Regions from separate parts of the Hordeum vulgare genome. Here region 2 is linked to region 1. Evidence: chromatin contacts called from public Hi-C data. All regions are on one chromosome and are shown on one strand. The core of a region is the stretch at or near the end of the contact, and the rest is flanking DNA. Distances in the headings are between cores, read along the strand shown.

Region 1 (3,191 bases), core at 52-2,551:
AATGTATTAGTGGTCAATGTACGCCAAATAAATTCAGTGCCCACGGCCATACATGTCACAGAGCTGTACTGGGTGCGGCACAAGTACACGCGAGAAATGTACGGCGAGAAGGCTAATGGAATTAATTTAAGTGAACATGGAGAAGTCGAGCGCTGGAGCATGCATACCTTGCAGACGGACATGAAGTCGAAGTCACTCTCCCTGTCCCCCATGCCGACGTCCGGCAGCGCGTCGCCGAACTCCCTCAGCACCGCCTGCTTCTTGTGCTCGCTGACGAGCACGCCGGGCTGCGCGACGAAGCCCGTCGCCCTCCCAGACCTGTCCACCTCCAGCTCCGTCCCGATGACCCTGTCGGCGCCGAGGAACGCCCTGGCGAACGGCTCCACCATCACCCGGGGGCTCGCGGTGACGATGCACCTCCTGCCGAAGGAGCGGAACACCCGCCACCCCTCCGGATGCACGTCGCCGGCGTAGAACCTCGGGAGCACCGACCGGGCCACCGCCTCGATGTCCCTCACCCTCAGGCCGGCCACGGCGATGTACACGAACGTGCGCACGGCCAGCGGCTCGGACACGGAGACGTAGGTGAGGTACACGAACGGCACGGACAGGAGGAGGGCGAGCGCGCGGAGCACGCCGCCGGCCTCGAGCGCGATGAGGAGGTAGTAGGGGAACGCGCTCCGGGACAGCAGGAGCGTGCCGTCGAGGTCGGCGGCGACAGCCTGCTGCGACCGCCCTTCCGCGGCGCACTCCTCGATCGGCCTGAACCTTGGAGCCACCATTCCGCTTCTGGGTTCTTGGATGAAAAGATTTTCAGTAAGTGGATAGCAGGATGGTGAACGAAGAGGGCTGGCAGCAAGCGCAGTGGATATATGATCGAGATGCCTTGCGCTCCGGGTTCTTCAATGATTTCAGCAGACATGCATGGTGTGTGTTCCGGGCCGTTAACCCATTAAATTGCAAACCAGCAATTTTGCACTGTCGTTCTGATTATGGCGTGCTAGCTCAGATGCGACTGCACAATGTAATAGTCAGATCATTCAGCACTTTGCATGAAGATCAGTGTGGTACATTTGGATGTTGATTCAATGGGCACGGGCTGTAACGTGGTAATAAATCTCAGCGACCCTGAAAAATTTGCACGGGCGATAGCTGTGGTGTCGACACGGCACAAGCTTTTCATGGACAGGGTCGTCCGTGTGGTTCTGAGCTCGGAACAGATCTGTGGCCGGCTGGCAGGATTCAATATAGAGGCTAGATGGTCCTCATGAAAGCTTGGTACAGAGGCAAGGTTGGAAGATGCATGTGAAGAAGGTCCCCCTTTTGTGGTGCTTCACTTTACTGGCCTATCAAGTGGTGTCTACTTGGCTAATCGTACCAATCAGAGATCCAAAAAATTGCAAAGCCTACGGTAAAAAACCACGGCTTGGATTTACAGGGTGATGCGTCCTCTTCGCCACTAGGACTGACCAAAAAAATGACCAAGAAAGCCGTATCAAGAAAGTCCAAGCCAATAGGACTGACCAAAAAAGTGACCCGAGCTCCCTCGCCTCAAGTGACCGACGGCCGGCTGGTCGCCTCCGCGCCGAAGCCGGCGACCGGTTGGGAGCTCCCTCACCTCCTCGGCTCCTCCTGCACATCCTCGTCCCCGTCTCCTCGCGCCCGCGCGCCCCTTCCTCGACCCCGCCTCCTCGTGCCGAGCTGAGATGCCGGCGGTGGGTGTGTGTGGCCTTTCGATAGGATAGGAAGACGCTGACCATGGGGAGGGGGGATTTTATAAAAACAAAACGTTTTTCAACTATAAACAATGGACTGCGGGTTTATTCAGCCAAACGACAGGGACTTCTTTTGTAAAAATGCCTCGGCGGAAATTTCGACACAAGCGATAGCCACTTTATTATTAGGTAAAGATTAAAAAAAGTAGGGTTAATTATCCTTTTGCCTTCAGTGGTGTCCATTTGCTCAGTTTTGCCCTCAGTTGCGAATCGTGCTCAGTTTTGCCCCTAGTCTGTACGCAACTATTATGACAAGGTCAAACGGACAGTTTTGAGTCAATTCCGTCCGCCGACGTTAGTAGTAGTGGGTACGGATCTTACACGTGGGACCGCGTGGACATGGGTCCGGAGCTGACATGTAGGACCGTGCAACAACAATAATGCTACGTCTACGGACAAATTCCTACGGGCCGAGGCTACGGACTGATGTGGCGCAATGTTGTGGAAATAGAATGTGTGTTTTCCAAAGGTTTTATTGACCCTAGCCAACTGCACGAGCCCACGTTCATGTCCGTAACATCAGTCCGTAAAACCTTTCCGTAGGTGTAGCATTATTCGTACAACAACATTCCCAAATCAAAGCCGGTGTCGGGCCACTCCACGCCACTCTGTCCCGTCGCCGCCACTACCTGCGCCGCCACTAGACTATGTGCGTTTGTTTTCTCTTCTTCTTTTTTTGCTCATTTGAATTCTGGTCAAACCTAACTTTGACCAACATTTAAAGAAGTCTAAAACATCAAAATGAAAACTAACTCTGGATCCTTCTTAGTCATTCCAAATGAAGTTGTGGTTCATGTTTCAAACCCCAAACCACTTCTCTTCACTTCATACGTCCAATTTTTTCATTTGAATGTATGTAGTACTTGTTTATCAACTTAAATTGCTAGTATATGGCATAAGAAGAGTATGTGCACTGGTTTTCATTTTTTTTGATTTTTTTTTGAATTTTTATGCTCATTTGAATTATGGTCAAACCTAATGTGCTAAAAAAGAGCTCAAAAGGTAGGGTAAACAGCCTCATTTCTAAACGAGGTTTTTTTATCTTGTTTAAATCAGCCAAATAACTTTCTTACACATATATTCTATATACACAGACTATATGTGTTGATTTATTTTTTGATTTCTTTTTGCTCATTTGAATTCGGGTAAAACCTAACTTTGACCAAGATTTAAACAAGTCTAAAACATCAAAATGAAAAAGTAAGATTAGATCCTTCTTAGTCACTCCAAAATAAAGTTGTGGTGAGGTATTTGAGGTGTTTGAAATTTAATGAAAAATGTGCTAAAAAAGAACTCCAAAGATAGGGTCAATGACCTCATTTCTAAGCAAGGTTTTTTCGACCTTATCTAAATCAGCCAAATAACTTTCGTACACATATATTCTATATATGAAGACTACGTGCGCTAGTTTTCCTT
Region 2 (3,248 bases), core at 635-3,134, 190 kb after region 1:
AAAATGTTTATCATGTATACTGCACACACATATATATATATATATATATATATATATATATATATATATATATATATATATATATATATATATATATAGAAATATTTAATATATATGAAAAAAGTTGATCATGTATTTTAAAATGTTAATCAAGTATTTGAATTTTTTAATCAAATATCAAGAGAACGTTATATGTATATAGAAAATATGTTTTACGTGTATTTGCTCTGTAAGCAAATATTAGACCATTTAGATCACTAGACTAGTGATCTTGACGGTCTTACAACTAGTGATAGAAAGGGTCTTATATTAGTTTAAAGATGGAGTATATGAAAAATATATACAAAAATACAATATTTTAAAATGTTGATCCCAATAGAATATTTTAAAATGTTGATCGCAGTATATAAATGTGGATAGGTAAATTATTTTTAGAAAAATGTTTCTAATGTATATAAAAGTCCATGATGTGTATGAAAAATGTACACTTGGTGTGGAAAAATGATTATTGCCACTAAAAAAATATCTGCGGTTTATTGAAAGTTGTAGACCATGTATTATAAAAATGGTAGTCTTATTTTTCTAAGTCATATAAAAATTTATTTATAAACAAAATAATTTGATGGAAAAATAGAGATAAAATGCATAGGTTTCCAAAAAATAACATGTATCTAAAATATGTTTCTGATGTAAAGAAAGTTGAATGCGTGTTGAACAAAAAAGAACAGATGAAACACGAAAAAGAAACAAAGAGAAACGAATAAAACCAGTAAAATGTAATAAAAGAAATGCATAAGAACAAAAACTAAGGAAGAAAACTAAGAAGACTGGAGAAAATCAAGAAAAAGCAAACGGAAATCGGAAAGAAAAAAAGAAAATCAAAGAAAAGATCATGAAAGAAATGAATAAATCCGGTGAAAATGAAGAAAAACAAAAGGAAATGAAGAAAACCGGTGAAGAAACAAAAAAAAAAACGAAACAAAAAAATTGCAGAAGAAACGAACACAACCAATCCCTGGGTGACCGAGCACGAATAAAAAATTGTATGTGCCGGCCCTAGTACTGCACATCTAGTAAAAAAAATGCTTCAGAACCAGAGGTTCTCCTGGAGTAGTGCAAGTATAAAAAGATAATATAAGCGGACTATGCGGATTAAAAATTTTCTCCCTTCGTCCCAAATTACTCCCTCCGTCCGGAATTAATTATCGCAAAAATGATGTATATAATCATATTTAAATTTTAAATACATTTGTTTTTATCTTGTACAACAAGTAATTTCGAACAGAGGAAGTACTTGTTTTGGATTTATCTGGATACATCCGTATCTAGATTCATTTTAATATATCTGTGTAAAGAAAATCAAGACAATTTTATAGGACGAGATAATATATCTTTATAGAGTTCGAAGAGAATGAAGAGGAGTGAGAAGAGAAGCGGAATGTAAATTTACAACCAGCTATAACATGGATTCTGAAAAATAAGAGTGTGAGGTGAGTCATATGTTACTAAAGTAGTAATTTTTTCGTGGCTTTCCCTGTCTTAGAACGTAAACTTTTTGAGGGGAAAAGTCTTGCATTTTAATAGTAAGAAAGTACTCCCTTACATTTTACTAAAAAAGTCTTACATTTTAATACTAAGAGTACCACTAGGAGAAAGTACTATAAGTGTTGGTTATTATATTGACTATTGTCTATTGCTGGCATAACAATAGCCAGCGGCCTAAAACAGCATCTTCACGCTGTACATAACAGACACAAAGACCAAAAATATTGTACTGGAGCGAGGAAGCAGCCCGGAACAAGAAAAGCCCAGCAGCAAAGGCGAAACTGCCCGCAACCATCCCACGGCCATATAAAAATACTACGCGGCTAGCCGTCGGCACGGTTCCTTCCCGTTCCAGCCCGCCAAAGAGATTCCAGCGTGACGCCAGCGTTCACGCCCCTCTCCCCCGTGCCAGCCAGCCGCCAGAGGAGGAGGGGGAAAGTGGATCGACGATGATGTGGGGGCTCGCAGCCGCCGTCGCGTCCGCGGCCGCCGTCGCCGTGGCCTCCGGCGCCGAGCTCCTAGCGTGCGAGGACCGCGCCCCGACGGCGCCGGCGACCGCCCTCGCCGTCGTCGGCAGATGCGACCGGTTCCTCCTCCGGCAGCAGGTTCCTCCTCGCGGATCACTCTTTTCTCCCTCCCTTCCTCCCCCTCCCGAGTGACCTTCTTCGTCTGCGATTTTGATTCGGGATCACGACGGCGCCTTGACCTGCCTTGTCCCTCGCGCTGCTTTCCGCAGGGATCCTCGTCGTCGGGCGGCCGGGACGACAGGTTCGCGCCGAGGTTCGACGGGCTGCGGTTCATCGAGACGCTCGTCACGGCGCACCGCTGAAATCGCCGGTGGACCGACCCTTCATCGGCCGGGTGACACCCACATACTACTATAATCGACCCTGTTTCTTAACGGATTCTTTTCGTATCATCCTCTTCGTGCGATGCGATTCGCGAGAAGAGGCTAGCTGCTACACTGTCTAATTCGGCGACTGGCGGCGAACATGTTGCCATAATTTTGCTAGGACAAACTGAGGCTTTTGATTTCTTCTTCTTTTTCCTGATTGTTGAGTGGGGCGGTTGAATTGGAACCTTCAGGTATCATGTGATGAGTCTATTACTAGTTCTGTACCTGATTTGTTGTGTGATACCCAAACTTGCCATTCTCATGTCTTGTCTGATTTGTTTGTGGTTGGTCTTCTCTGTATCCTCTCTCTGTTGCACAGATCAGAGGGCTCAGTAAAATTATTCCCTGGATAGATGGTAATAATTACTGGCTGGATGCTGAACTGGCCTTTGATTGCTGCGTTTAATTTGGCAATGAGACATTATCTTTCAGTCCTCACAGACCTGTAGATAAAGATTAACCACTCCAAACAATTTTAGTTTATATTTCCTCCGTCCCAAAATAAATGTCTCAAACTTAATACTCCCTTCGTTCCTAAATATAAGACCTTCTAGAGATTACGCTATAGACTACATACGGAGTAAAATGAGTGAATCTATACTCTAAAATATGTCTATATACATCCGTATATATTCCATAGTGTAATCTCTAAAAGGTCTTATATTTAGGAACGGAGGGAGTACAATTTTGTACTAGAGTTAGTTTAAAGTTGAGACACTTATTTTGGGATGGAGGGAGTTTGTTTTTTGAAATAAAAACCCGTACACAAAAGTTTTTCTCTGGACCTAAAGGCTAAAAGTTACACAAC

Evidence for each region. Hi-C and Micro-C count contacts between places; a contact is called where the count stands out from the background.
Region 2: a Hi-C map of leaf shows a contact between it and region 1, with 2.8 times the contacts expected there. The contact joins the promoter of LOC123445940 here to the promoter of LOC123445898 in region 1. A contact is called at or near these places in 1 of 6 Hi-C or Micro-C datasets (leaf) and 1 of 1 datasets of contacts at active chromatin or transcription factors (embryo).

What each region holds. Positions count from the first base shown.
Region 1 is chr1H:467,803,181-467,806,371 of MorexV3_pseudomolecules_assembly, forward strand. LOC123445898 (glycerol-3-phosphate 2-O-acyltransferase 6-like) reads right to left here and starts at 1,302. Exons shown (of 3, transcript XM_045122817.1): 1 at 168-1,302. The coding sequence starts at 782.
Region 2 is chr1H:467,994,273-467,997,520 of MorexV3_pseudomolecules_assembly, forward strand. LOC123445940 reads left to right here and starts at 1,885. Exons shown (of 2, transcript XM_045122820.1): 1 at 1,885-2,150; 2 at 2,282-2,683. The coding sequence starts at 1,995. The coding sequence ends at 2,374.